Linked DNA regions of Ovis aries: all the other regions are linked to region 2. A link is a contact called in public Hi-C data. All regions are on one chromosome and are shown on one strand. The core of a region is the stretch at or near the end of the contact, and the rest is flanking DNA. Distances in the headings are between cores, read along the strand shown.

What was found. A called contact is a pair of places that touch in the nucleus more often than the background predicts.
Region 1: a contact with region 2 is called in a Hi-C map of liver, with 5 times the contacts expected there. The contact joins the promoter of HOXC5 here to the promoter of SMUG1 in region 2. A contact is called at or near these places in 12 of 16 Hi-C or Micro-C datasets (blood, hypothalamus, liver and 5 more).
Region 3: a contact with region 2 is called in a Hi-C map of tail adipose tissue, with 5 times the contacts expected there. The contact joins the promoter of HOXC8 here to the promoter of SMUG1 in region 2. A contact is called at or near these places in 6 of 16 Hi-C or Micro-C datasets (blood, mesenteric adipose tissue, muscle and 1 more).

The regions. Positions count from the first base shown.
Region 1 is chr3:132,478,741-132,483,695 of ARS-UI_Ramb_v3.0, reverse strand. It overlaps HOXC5 (homeobox C5), which reads left to right and starts at 1,339. Exons shown (of 2, transcript XM_004006281.6): 1 at 1,339-1,866; 2 at 2,565-4,955. The coding sequence starts at 1,413. The coding sequence ends at 2,779.
Region 2 is chr3:132,337,159-132,341,875 of ARS-UI_Ramb_v3.0, reverse strand. SMUG1 (single-strand-selective monofunctional uracil-DNA glycosylase 1) reads right to left here and starts at 3,057. Exons shown (of 3, transcript XM_060414037.1): 1 at 3,019-3,057; 2 at 1-1,696.
Region 3 is chr3:132,507,346-132,511,768 of ARS-UI_Ramb_v3.0, reverse strand. HOXC8 (homeobox C8) reads left to right here and starts at 2,494. Exons shown (of 2, transcript XM_027967236.3): 1 at 2,494-4,423. LOC132659619 (a long non-coding RNA gene) reads right to left here and starts at 3,454. Exons shown (of 2, transcript XR_009600224.1): 1 at 3,278-3,454; 2 at 1-440.

The DNA.
Region 1 (4,955 bases), core at 90-2,589, 140 kb before region 2:
GGAGAGACAGGCAGGAAAGAATAAGGCTTGGCGCTAGGGGAGGGGGTCGGAAAGGGGCCGAATGGCTGCGGAGGCCTTGGTCTCAGGCTGTGAAGGTGGCCCAGGCGCCTGCCCTGCCCACCCCCAGCCCCCTGCCCCCAGCCAGGTCCTTTGGGAGACCTCCAGATAGCTCAGAAATTGCTCTCCCTTGGACCTTCTGAACCCAGGTCCCTGGAAAGCCTGGTTCAGAGGCCTTTTCCCCAAAGGGCACAAAACAGGCTTTTTCCTTTGCCCTGCTCATATAATATTTGTGGAAGCTTGAATTTTGCTTCTCCATGCCCTCAATGAACATACATATTTCCATCCAAAATACTTGGCATGGGTACCACACGAGGGTCATACACAGGGATGTAGAGCAGTCCTCCAGTTCATTATGTCTGATTCTTTACCTACGCAGCTAGCCACTCACCCACCCACCCACATAATTGAAAATTGCCTTGATGTCACTCTGGAGTCCCTGGTGTGATGAGGAGGCCTACCTATCTTCCCCTGGCTCCTTACCTCCAGGCTCACCCCAAAGTCCCCAGCAATCTTAGTCCCAGGAGCCCTCTATCTAGCTCTGTCCACCCAGGACCACTCCTCATGGCATCCTGTCTACCTCTCCAGAGGCTGGGTTCACTTTCTCAGCCTGACAGGCACCTCTTCAGCAGTATCAGGGCTCCGGGACCTCAAAGGAAAGGACCTGGACCCTTGATTTAGAGAACCTGAGATAAGACTCCTCCAGTCTGGGCTGGGGCTCTCCTACCTCAATCCCCTTCTCAGATATTTTTGAACATTGAAACTCCCTGGGGTTGTGGAGGATGGGGCTATCCGTTATCAAAAAACGCTCTGCGCGTCCTGGTGAAGCCTTATCTCCCGTTAAAATTAAATACAATTTAAAAGGCCATTTCAGGAGTTTATTGCAGCAACACCCAGCTTCTCCTTTACAGGGTAGAAAATCCTGAGAGGCCTGAAGGCCAGCCAGCGAGCCAGGATGCAATTCCTGAAAGTAGGCACCAGGTGTCGCTGTGGGCTTGTTGTCCCGGCTACCCCCCAATTCCAAGAACCTTTTTTTTTTTCTCCCCCTTCTCTCTTTTTCTCTCTCTCACTCCCTCTCCCCCTTGGTTGGGCTTTGCCAACATATCAAGATGCGTTTCGCCGGCTTCCATCACTAACCTCCCGGAGGTCATCAAGCCAAATTTATGAGTGGCCGCTCGAGTCACGTGACTCTATTTAAGGCTCCCTTATTTGGGAAGAGCGCATAGGATAAAGAAAGAGATATCTCCACCTATAAATTGTGCACTTTGGAGAACAAAAAACCCCTCAACTTCAAAGAGTCACAAATCACCCTTAATCAAAAAGGGTGCAGAAATTTTTTTTGGGCCCTCCCCGCCATGAGCTCCTACGTAGCCAATTCATTCTATAAGCAGAGCCCCAATATCCCTGCCTATAACATGCAAACTTGTGGGAACTATGGATCGGCCTCAGAGGTGCAGGCATCCAGGTACTGCTACGGCGGATTGGACTTAAGCATCACTTTCCCACCGCCTGCGCCTTCCAACTCTCTCCACGGGGTAGACATGGCTGCCAACCCCCGGGCTCACCCCGACCGCCCCGCCTGCAGCGCCGCAGCCGCTCCGGGACACGCTCTGGGCAGAGATGAAGCGGCTCCTCTGAACCCCGGGATGTACAGTCAGAAGGCGGCTCGCCCAGCGCTGGAGGAGCGAGCTAAGAGCAGTGGGGAGATCAAAGAGGAGCAGGCGCAGACAGGGCAGCCTGCCGGACTGAGCCAGCCACCGGCCGCGCCACAGATTTACCCGTGGATGACCAAACTGCACATGAGCCACGGTAAACTTTAGGACTTCATTTTGCGCGCTCGGGTCCGCCTGGGTTTTATAGGCCATGCGGGGCAAATAAAGAAAAAAAACCTGCGGCCATAAATTTTACGATCCAGGCATCAATGGCTCGTAAAACTGTCCACTAAAAGGCTTAGAGGCTGTGTGCGCCCAAATTTACGACGACATAATTGGATCATAGGAACAAAACGTGTATAAAAGGCAATATTCAATTTTTGGGGGAGAGGGAGGGAGTTAAAAAAATAGAGGGATCTGAAGGGTGAGGAGCGCGGGGCTCCAGAGCGGGGATCCCCCCGCGGTCCCTCCTCCCTCCCCTGCGGAGCCGGCTCGGCCGCCGCTTGCGGCTCCGGAGGATTCCAGCGACTCGGGAGGGGCGGGAGGGGGGTCCCCGGTGCTCGGATCTCGAGGGTGCTTATTGTTCGGTCCGAGCCTGGGTCTCCCTCTCCCCCCACCCCCAGCCCCTCCGGCTGCTGAGTGAAGGCTGCGGCGGAAAGTTTCCTGCCTGGGCGGAGGCTCCTCTCCCGGGGCCAGGCTGGGCTGGGCCGGGCCCGCCTGCGGCCCGCCGGGCCTGTCCGGCCCCGGTCGCGTCTTCTCCCTCTGGCCGCGGGTGGGGGCCTGGGGCTGGGATGGGGACGCTGGGGTGCTGCACGCTATTCACCCCTTCCTGGCTTGGGGGGGTTTATATTCCAGAGACGGACGGCAAGCGGTCCCGAACCAGTTACACGCGCTACCAGACTCTGGAACTAGAAAAAGAATTCCACTTTAACCGCTACCTCACACGCCGCAGGCGCATAGAGATCGCCAACAACTTGTGTCTCAACGAGAGACAGATCAAGATCTGGTTCCAGAACCGCAGGATGAAGTGGAAGAAAGATTCCAAAATGAAAAGCAAAGAGGCTCTCTAGAGGCATCGGGGAGGCCCGCCGAGAGCACCCCGAGCCCGCTTCGGTCCCGCGCCTTTCCCTGTCGGTTTTTCCTCTCTAGATATCTTGGGGGCAAGAACGGGGGCTGGAGCGCCGGTTCCCCACCTCAGACAAAAGCTCTTTCCCTTGGCATTGCGCATCCCCACCGACCCCAGGTTCCCGCGGGGCTGCCCGCGCCGACCGGACTCCCCTCAGTTCTGCTCAGCACCGAGGTCCGGGGCAAGTTCCGCAGGGGACCCCCAGACGGCTGTGGCACAGGAGCTGGTGCTGAGCAAACCTGGCTTGGGCCGCCTCTCAGAATTCCTGCCCCAGCGTGGGCCGCCGGGGTTCAGGTGGGCCCTGCCGCCGCGGCAGGCCCCACGCCCGGACCTTGCGGCCTCGCCCTCTCCTTTGTTCCGGCTTAGGCGGGCCAGGCGGGCTGCCGGCTTGGTGAGAGCATGGTTGTGCTTGGCAAACCCCGGCACCATCTCGGGGTGCTTCTTTGTAGCCACTCAACTGAATGCTCATTTTTTTAATGATCTGCATATGAAAGGGGGAGATGACTGTCTGCCTAGGGCCCCCTCGGTTGCCCTATGCTCTCTAAACCTGCGCCCCCTCAACCCCAAAACCCAGAAACCTGTCCAGCCTGCGCTCTCTGCATGCCCTCTCAGGCCCCCAGCCTCAGACCGCTAGCTAGCTCAACTATTGGGGTTCCCTGCTACTAGACCCTACAAAGGTCCTAGAGGCTCCTGGCTGCCCAGTAGTCCTTGCCACGTCGGTGTCCTTCTGTCCATCGCTATTGTCCAACTATTTATTAACTCCACATCTTTCCTGAAACTATATTTTGTCATATCAAAATAAAGACAAAGAGAGAACAGGACGAAAGATACAGTGGCTCCTCTGTTTGGGGGGCATGTATTGGGAAAAGTGTCTAAATGGGCTGCGGGGTGTTGGGGGAGGCCCACAGCCTTCAAGCGGCTCCTTCAAAAGAATTTTAGGATCGTCTAGGAGCATTGAGTAGAGGCAGGTGAAACTGAGCTCCTTTCCTAACCCTAGCTCCAAGAAGAACCTCTTGGGGAAGGGGAGGGCACCCAGACCATCTCTACTGCCTTTTCCTGTGCTGTGTGTGGCTGTCCCAAGCATTCAGGCCTCTGTACCCACTCCCACCCTGACTGGGTGAATCTGAGGCCTCTAGACTGGCAGCTGCACGCATTGCATGCCAGAGCTAATCTGCAGGGACCAGGGATCCATGGCTCCGAGGTGCTCAGACTCAGGGCCCTCCTGGGCCTTCGAAGAGCTCTCTCAAGGCTAGGTGGTCCCTGAGGGACCTCGCTGGACAAAGAGGAAGGGTTGAGCTCTCAGTCTAGGGGCCTATTTGGTCTCCCAAACGATGCTCAGAAACAGTTGGTACTGTTTGGTAGAGGGGCACTGCAGGAGGAAGTGTGTGAACTTTGGGTGAGGCTGGGGGAGCAGTGGGGCAACCTGCAGTTTGTACCTGCCTGGCCGGAAATGTTCAGATTGTCTTCCCTACCTCCTAGAGCCTAGGGCTATGCAGACAATTAGCTGGGAAAAGAGCTGCGTAGACCAGTGCCTGAGTCGCGTCTGTTGGTCCGCCATCATTTATCTCAGTCTCAGAGATTTTGTGTGGAGGGGGAGGGGGAGCTAAAGAGAAGGGGGAAACGCAGAGAATTCAGGTGGTGCCTGAGGCTGGCCTAGGCCCAGAACTGCTCTGCCCCAGGCTCCTGGGATGGGATGAGGAAAGAAGTACTTTACGGGAGAAACAAATGTGGGAAGGGTCCATAAAACTTTACTGCATTTCCTCTCCTGCCTCCCACGACGGGGTAATTTCCTGGAGCCAAGCCTAGGCCCCCCGCACTGGGGGGCAGGGGCCAGTTCGGGAGCTGGGCTCGTCGGCTGTTCCAGCAGCCAAGAGGGAGAGGGAGCAGAGAGGATCTGGGGAGGGGGAAGGGGAATATTTATGATTATTAATGCTGATGCTACTTGGATTTATTATAAGGACGGACTCCTCTGCATCCTACTGCCTAAGCTGCCAGTCTGTCTTTTTTTGGAAAGATCCAAGAGCCTTGCCTCACTCTATGCCTAACACACAGGAGGTCTTACACAAGTTTCTTGAACTGCACCCCTGGCTACACCCTTCGTCTTCTCAGAGCACTCACCA
Region 2 (4,717 bases), core at 1,808-4,307:
GTGCCAGGTACCCCTCAATGATGCATATAACAACCACGTGAGGTGGGCATTACTGCTCCCATGTTACAGATGAGAAAACTGAGGCTTAGCAAGATGAAGCAGCTCGCTGAGGGTCACTCACTCAGCAAGTAATGCAGCTGGAATCTGAACCAAACCATCTGACACAAGACTCTGCTTTTCACCATCCACACCCATCTTGCTTGAGATGGTTTGATCAGCCACCCTGCTAATTCTAGAGGCCCCCCAACACCCCCCAACCCAGCTTTTTGCCCACGTTCAAGAATCCTCAGTGGTGAGACAATTAGCAGACTCAGACTAGACGCCTACAAGCTATGTAACTACGGCCAGAGCTTCAGGTCTCCTCATCCAAATACTAAGAAAAATAATATCCACTTAAAAATACTGGAGACCCATGTGGCTCAGTGGTAAAGAATCTGCCTGCAACGCAGGAGACATGGTTTCAACCCCTGGGTCGGCAATATCCCTTGGAAGAGGAAATGGCAACCCACTCCAGTATTCTTGCCTGGAGAATCCCATGGACAGAAGAGCCTGGTGGGCTACAGTCCATGGGGTCACAAGAGTTGGACATGACTGGGTGACTAAACAGCAACACTTGAAACTATTACTATAACAAATGGAATAAGATGTGTAAGTGGTGGTCGGGGGAGCAAGTGGGAAACGGAGGGAATGGGGAAGAGGCAGAGGGAGCACCCCCGCTAGCTTTGCAACCCTCAAAGGCCACTCTTCCAATCTTCCTCCTCATCATTCCCATGTGAACCCAGAGGCCCAAACTGATCGTTCCATTTACACTTTCAAAATGCCTTTCCTATCCAAACTCCCAAAACCTAACACATTCTATTTCCACAAATTCATAGACTCCTTGACTGAAGCAGGACTGACTGCCCCACCCCCCCACACACACACATTTGAGTCATACCTGCCCTTCCAGATGAAGCTCAAATTCTCCCTCGGGGAAAGCTGTCCCTCTTCAGGACACCACAGCATTTGCTATAGCTTCCCAGCCCTACCCAACCCAAGTAGGTCTGGAGTGGGGCTTGGGAATCTATTTAAACAAGCTTCCTCAAGCGATTCTGATGGTTAGTGATGGCTGAGAACCACTGCATGTCACCATGGTTAGTGGCATCTCCATGAATTCACACCTTGCCTCCTAGACTAGACTTGAGGCAGATCAGAGAGGAAGCCCTGTTTCATTTTCCTCCGTATCTCCAAGGTCCCAGCTTTTATCTGACAGTTAACTGTGTCCATCTCATCTTTTTTCAATGCTGTTTAAAACTATCTTCTGGGAGTTCCGTGGTGGCCTAGTGGTTAGGATTCCTGCTGTGGACTGGGTTCAATCCCTGATTAGGGAACGGAGATCTCGCAAGCCACGTGGCACAGCCAATATAAATAAGTAAAAACAAAACTACCTTCTACCAAAGAGCCTTTCCTGACAGACTCCTCTCCACTTCTACACCGAGTTGACTCAAGGCCCAGCTGCACGTTTTGCACTCTGCTTGCTTGAGAGCTTGCCAGGCTCTGGGCACGTTTCCATCACATCTGGGCCTCCCACAGGGCAGGGATCATGGTTCTTCTCCCTCTCAACCCCATATGCAGGTCAAGAGTAACCTCTTCCCCCAGGTGGGACCACAAGGTTGACACAACAGCTTGATCCATCAACCTGTTCTCTGACCCTAGCCTTGGGAGAGTGGGAAAGAGAGAGAAAAAACATCTTAACTATGCTCCAATATAATACAAAAATTTTAAAAGTCAGGGCTAAACTTAGGAAATCCTTCCCTAGACTGCTCTCAGAACTCTTTAACCGATCTGTCCGGGTGGCTACCCGGGCCAGCTGGACTCAAACAAAGGCTGAGAAGGGCGCTGTGGAGAACTCCGTTGGCTCCGGGGCCCTTCCTTTGCATCTCCCCATACAGTGCCAACATTAGCAGACTGCCTGCTCCAAGTCTGGCATCTCTCTCAGGTCTTAAGGTTGAGCCTACCTTTGATCTTTAGGGACCCATCCTGAAGACAGCAAGGCCAGGAATACACAGAAGAGTGACAAGGCCTTATTTTCAATGTTCTAGAATTTCAAAGCCTGATCAGAAGGCAAGAGCTACAGGCTATGTGTCAACTGACTATAATTCTAGTCCCGGTTTCATCTCTAAGGTTCTCCTAAGCAAGTCATTTAACTGTCTTCTCTATGAGATGAAAATCAAAATTCCCATCCAACCTACCACCAGCTGTTAACTCATTTTTTCCCCCCAATATTTATGAGTCTCTTACATGACAGGCATTGTGGTAGTCTTTTGGTGGGGAAGAAATCCAAAATGAATAAACAACTCACAAACGACTGTGACATGGCACATAAACAACTGTAATACACTGTGACATACTGTGATTCCAGCTTTAATGTCCTGAAGAAAACACCTTGGAAGCCCAAAGGAGAAACCAGGAAATTCTATGTAAAGTCACTCAGGGACAGAGAGCAAGAAATGTCCGTTTCTGAAATCACTGATAAATTACAGTGTCACATTAAGCACAAGTGGAGGGTGATCCACCGATAAGTCTGGCCACCTAGGCTCTCTGGCACTAAACTCAGTAAAGGCAGAAGGAATCCAAGACACTGTCCACTCCCGTGTCCCTTGGGGGCACTTTAGGAATCCACATGGACAATCAGCAAATCCTTAAAACCAATAATGATAACAATAATACTAATAGAGCATGGACTGAGAAGTTCCCAACACTTCATCTCCCCTCCTAGTTCGAGGGGGCTGACAAGTAAGGATCCACAAGAAACCTCCACGTCCGCCCGCGGGCTCCGCCCGACGGGAAAGCCTCGTCTCAGCAGGTCTCCGGGGCGGTTCCATGGGCTCGGCTTTCTCTGCGCCGGGCGAGCCCCTGACGGAGAGAGGGGCCCCGAAACACAGACATTTCCACTCCCCGCCTGTCACCTCCAGCTAGCCCGGGGAGCCCCTAGCCCGCCCCCCAGCGCCCCAGGTTGTCAGACTCCTACTTCCTCACCTGGTCCAGCGCCCCATCCGGTTTCCGGTTCCTTTTCCCACCCCTCCCGCCGGGCGCGGAGGACCGTGGGAGTTGTAGTCCACTTTGTTTAGGGAAAGAGATTGGCATAGCTGCGGCCACTTCCGCCGGAAATACTCAAATTCCCGGAAAGTGTGCTAAGTTGGCAGTAAGTAACTCTGGGGGTTGTAGTTTATTCTTTACACCAGGGCTAAATCCAGACGACTTGAGAAGTGAGAAGCTACGTTCTGTAAGGACCTTGAAGATCCTGGGCTTTAGCTGTAAAAGGCATCACCTTTCCAAAAGTTCATACACTTTCCTCAAAGGGATTGTGAATCAGGGAGCTTCAACTATCTGCAGTCTCTTAACTCACCTGAGGGTATTAACAATGGCTACAGACTATTTCTAGCCCTCCTGCTGCTCCAGATATAAGAGACCTCTCCTATGCAGCCCTCCAAGGACTGTATGTAGGACACCCACGAAAGCACTTCTGGCATCTCTAGCTAAACTCCTTAGTAATAACTTTGAGACTCTTCCATCCCACATTACTGTCCAAGCCCCTGTCTCCACAGCTTTACCATTTCACTTCTCTCCCTCCTCGGCCCTGCTGTCTACCCAGCCCTATTACCTTCCATCCTTCCCAGTCCTACCTCTGGAATACTCTGTCCAGGACACCTTTCTTGACAGATTCTATGGCTGCATCTAACAGTTCATTCACTCCCACCGTCCCAACCCAATACTAATGTCCAAAGCTGTCCCACTCCTAGCTCTGTTCTTGTCCTGTGGCTGGATCTGTGTCTGTGTCCTGACTATAATATTGTCATTAGACTGGAAACCCCATAAGGTCACTTATCTGGTAGATTCTTCTCATCCCCACCTCCTGAATACCCCAGCACAGGTATGACTGAGACCAGAGGAAAGCAGTCTCCCTGCAGGTGGAGACCAGTGAATCCCAGAAGAGGAAGAGGTGAGAGAACAAGGATGCGACCCCCTTCTCTAGCCTCCCCTGCTCTCCTACCAACAGACAAAAACTTAAAGGGTGCAGCAGGAGCTTCAGGGAACTGAGTAGTGACCCTCTGAACCACAGATGAGAAACCACCCCAACCCTTGTAAGACTTCGGAAACTGAATTAATCATCCCCTTCAACAAAGTCCATTATTTCCTGAGGTTTCATTTGTGCCGGATTCTCTCCTTCTCTGTGTCTTTGACTCTCTCTGCCTATGTATATGTATCTCTATCCCTAGTCTCTTGTATAGTCTCTCTCTCCTTCTGTGTACATCTGTCTCCCTGTTTCTGCTTTTTTCTCTGGAATGAGTGAAATAAGAGTATCCTGACCTTCTGACTGGCTCTTCACTCAGGCGTCTCTGTCTCAGTAGATCTACATGTTTCTGTGTTTCTAAACAAAAATTAGGCAGAGAGGGGAACCATGCTGGTGGCATTATCTTATTGCCTAAGAATTCTAGGAGGGAATTCCCTGATGGTCCAGTGGTTATGACTCAGTGCTTTCACTGTTGTGGTCCCAGATTCAGCCCCTGGTCAGGGAACTAAGATCCCACAAACTGCATGGCTTGGCCAAATTTTTTTTTAAAACATCTAGGAACCTCACCATCCCTTTGACAACCTTCCTGCCGCCCCACCCTTCACCTCTTGCTGCCAAGCACCACCAGGTTGCCATTATAGCAGCCTCTCCACACTCCAGGTC
Region 3 (4,423 bases), core at 1,245-3,744, 170 kb before region 2:
AGGCCGGCGCCTCTGGAGTGTACATAGCAGTCTCCTCTCATCCTCAGAGTCGGTCCTGTAACGTGCTTCTGTTTGTTATGGTAGAACAGCTCTGTGTTAATATATCGAAGTCATTTAAAAAACCAGAAACCCAACTGCATCCAGTTCTCATTATTTCTCTTCCTTGTCGCTCCCAGGCTTCTGACGTGGAGGAGACAAGTGCTTAGATCCTTTAGGGGAGGTGGGAGCCAGGCAAGGGTCTCCCCCTGCTTCGGAAGGGCAAGTGCCCGCCACTCCTCCCCCAGGCAGGGTGTGATGGGGCTGAGAGGCTCCAGGGGGGTGGTGGAGGCTGCTGAGGCCCGGGTGCCGCCTGTGCCTTCCTTGGCTGGCTGCCTGTGAGTCTCCTGGTAGCTCGATGGAGTCCCTGGGGGTGGGGGTACGGCATGAATGGTTTTCCTTGGCTGTAATTAATTGTAATAATTTATGAGTACATGAGATCGGAGGGAAGAGATAGGTAAAGATGAAGGTTGCGTGCTGGGTGCAGGCCGGGGCTGGATTCCTGCCTGGCTGCATCGGTGCTTTGAGGGGTGTCTTGGTGGGGGGGAGGCTGCTAAGGAGGGTGTGCGGTGAAGAGTGAAGAGGGAGGCCCTGCAGGCCTCAGGGAACTGGACAGGCACTGGACACTGAGAGTGAAAGAAGATGCAGAGAGAGAGCAGGGGGAGAGAATAGAGAGGGAAGAAAGAAAAGGGAGGAAAGGAGGGAGAGAGAAGAAAGATGGCAACACCAATGCAATCAAGATTTGATTTCGTTTCTATTTCTCAGTGTATTCTCAGTTCCTCTCTCCATCTCCTAGTTCTCTCTTTTCTATTCAACCTCTCTATCTCTCTGGTGCCTGATTTGAATGTTGATCTGGGGGTGACAGTGGTTATGCTGAGCAACCGCAGCATTTCTAGGAGATCCCGAGGCTAGGGCCAAAGGAACCTGGTCAGGGATTAGCCAGAAGTGGGGTGTTCTCTGGTGGCTGTAGGACCTCAGGGGCGAAGATTTGGGGATATGTGTGTGTAACAACAGCCCGGTGGGGATGGTCGATTGCCTAGCACCCCGAGAGCCTTCCCCAGAACCAGCAGTTTTCATCTGTTAATCAGAAGCAGACTCAAGCTGCCGGGTATGCTTCAGCCCAGCGCCCCCTTTCTCGGAAATCCCCCAATCTGGAAACTATTAAACTCAGACTGCTTGAAATATAGCCCTTTAATATCTCAGGCTGCCTATTTTGGCGAGAGTGCAGGGTGTTGCTCTGAATACTTGGGGAATACCACAGTAAAGGAAAATAATTGGGGACCCCAATTCCTAAGCAGCTTCCCCCATGGCCATCACCTTCCAGGATTGGTGAGGCACTTGTAGGGACCAGCCCCTTCCCATCATTTGAATCTCCTACCCACTCCTATTAAATAGCCCAGTTTCAGGGGCTGGAGGAAGGTGGGAAGAGGTGAATGTTTTGTTTTTGATAATATTTTGAGGGAGACAATCTAAAGTCGCGGTTTGGTTTTCCCAGTCGCTGAAGCACCCCTCCTCTTTCCCGCTTAAGAACAGACTTCCCAATTCCAGAAGCGATTGTTTTCTTGGTCCTTTTGAAAGGTGCTTTGCATGTAGTTTTCTGGCTACCTCGCTCCTCCTCTGGGACCCTGGCCTCAGTTGCGCCCCGCGCGGAGGACAAGGCACCCACCCATCTCCCTCGGTCCTGACCGCGGGGACTCAAGCTTCTCTCCCTGCCCGAGCTCGGCGGTGTTTCCGGGCCTCCACCCCGCCCCTGCTCCAAGGCCCTGTCGCCTCCTCTCGTCCGACCGTCAGCGCGGCCTGCTTCCTGCGGCCCGCCTGAGCCGGTCTGGCTCCGGGCAGGAAGGAGGGCCCTAACCAGAGCGTGGGATCCAGAGTAGGCCCACGCGGTCCAGCCCACGGTTCAGTACCAGCTCAACCTCCAGCCTGCAGGTCAGGATTGGATTCGATTTTTATTTATTGTCATTTGTGAACTCAAACCACAACAACATGACACACATCTAGGGAAAGAAACGAAAGCTAGGGACGAAAGAGGGGCTTGCAAACGCCCCCCTGCCCTAATCCTCCCCTCCCACCTCTCCTCTGCTCCTTTGTCAGAATCACAAAACCCTAAAGGTTGTTCCACTTGGGAAGGCAGAGGGTAGGTACATTTCCGAGGCCCCGAAATGCCACTTTTATGGCGCTGTTTGTCTCCCTGCGCTGGATTCTGAATGGGGCCGAACAAAACAGCAGCGCGGAGCTGGCTAGACGTCTGGGCTTAATTGTTTTATGGTTTAAATAAGGTGGACACTCTTTCCTTTGAAATCGGATTATAGGAATGTTTTGTCTATGGCCCACGGAGAACAGGACCTCACTGGATGGGAGGGAGAAGTGGAGAGAGAGCGCGCGTGAGAGAGGGCTGGGCCACAAACCAGGGGGCAAAGAGCCGGGAGAAGTCAGAGTCCCACCCCAAAGTCCTGCAGGCGGCGGCGGAATAGGCGGTACGGAGCAGGAGGCAGGGTAAGAGGAGCGAGGAGTTTAGGGTGCGCGCCACGGGCAGGCGGTCGCGGGAGCTTCGGTGCGTGTGTCTGCGTGCGCGGTGTTCCGAGGCCAGAAATGCGCCTGGTTGTGGGGATAATCGCGGCAGTTCCTTTTGCACAGTGTCTCAATGCGGGAAGGGAGGGTGACAAAAAGAGAAAATAGTACAAAACCTTGGGCAAGGTTTAGTTCGACGATTTAGAAAACAAAAGAACAGCGCTCCTGGGAAGGGGGGAGTCCCTTCCGGGGACCCCTCTCTTGCTCATTCATTTGGAAACTCCTTCCTCCCATCCCCGACCTTTGGGTCAAGCCTGGGGACCTGCTTGCTCTTAGCTGCTGGCTTTTTCTCGGCCGAACTGCATTGGAGCAAGTGGACGCGAGGTGGCGCTGTTGCTCAATGTTAGAGGCGGCGGCGGTGCCCCCAGCCGGCCTGGCCGCACTGACATTTGAGGCCTGGCCCCGAGGAGCAGCGACTAAAAGGTTGGGTGCCCCGGCCCAGCCCGGCCCCTCTGGCTCTGAGCAAATCAATCCTCTCACCTGCGAGGTGTAAATAAATCGCGAGTGGCGGCAGGAGATGGGTCCTCGCTCTCCCAGCAGACTCGGGAGGCTCAGAAGGGCGGGCGTTGAAAATAATCGCTTTGCGCAGGAGATAAGCACGAAGCAGGCAGCGCGTAATTAACACGAAAAGGCAGAATGACCCGGACAAACGAACATAAATCCACGATACCTAGGAGGGCGGTGCAGGCCTCGGGGCGAGGGACGGAGACGCCCCAGCAAGGATGGCTGCTTGCGGTTCCTTTATTTCCAGGCTCCAGGAGCATAATCAACCAGAAACATGTAAAAAACAAACAATCAAATGAACTAAAGAGAGAAAAGGCGAGGGACCCTTGAAAGGGGAAATCAAGTCCAGTCGGGGCTTTGGGGACTGGTGGGCTCTCAAAGCAGGCGATGCATGAAGCACACTCTGGACAGTTGCATTCCAAGACACAAAGGCCCGGAAGGATAGCTCTGTGGCAGGATTTTCACTGGCCCATAAAATGTTGAGATATCCCCCCACCCCCTAAAAGATAAGGCGCAGGCCCCAGAGCGGATATGGCCTGCTCAGCCTCTGCTTTCCAGGAGGGAAAGGGAAAGTATTTATGACAGTCCCCAGTGACCTAGAAGCTGAGAGTCCAGAGTCTGTCAGTTTAGAACCTACAGAGCAGGCCCAGAGAAGGCAGAGGCTGAACCAAGGCTGCAGCGTGCTCTGGTAGTGGAGGAAATCTCTGTCATGTTCCCCACTGCCCTGGACCCTGCAGCCCTGGCATGGCCCTCTGACCCTCCCCTCCTGTGGCTCCAGGGTCAGAGTTATGGGTGTGATGTCACAGAGTTGGAGCAGTCTCCACCTCACTCAAATGGGGGTGGATTCCTCCAAATTCAGGGTATCCTGATCTCTTGCTGGGGCCCCAGTGGTTCTCCTTTGGGAATGTGGCTGAGAGTGACTATTTCCCCAGCAACTATTTAGATACAGAAGGGGGAGACTCATTCTCTCTGCATCGTCCTCCCCTGCACTTTTATTTCTTCCTTCATCCCTAGAGCTGGGCTCCGGATGGATAGCGAAGAAAAAGATCTGATTTTCTAACTGCCTCCTTCCTCATCCAACCCTGAAACTCCAAAATGTGGAAGGAAGATAGGTAGCATTTTTCTTTTTTACGATGCAAAGAGCGAAAGATGCATGTGTGCTTATCAGGTCTTATTTTCATATATGTCTGGGTGTGCACAAGTGTGCACAGCGTCTGTGAAGTGTCAGAGGTGCTTTCTGATAGTTGAGTGGGTGTGCGTTTGATGTTGTTTGTGGTGGAAGAGAGCATATACAATATGTGTGGATCCTGAG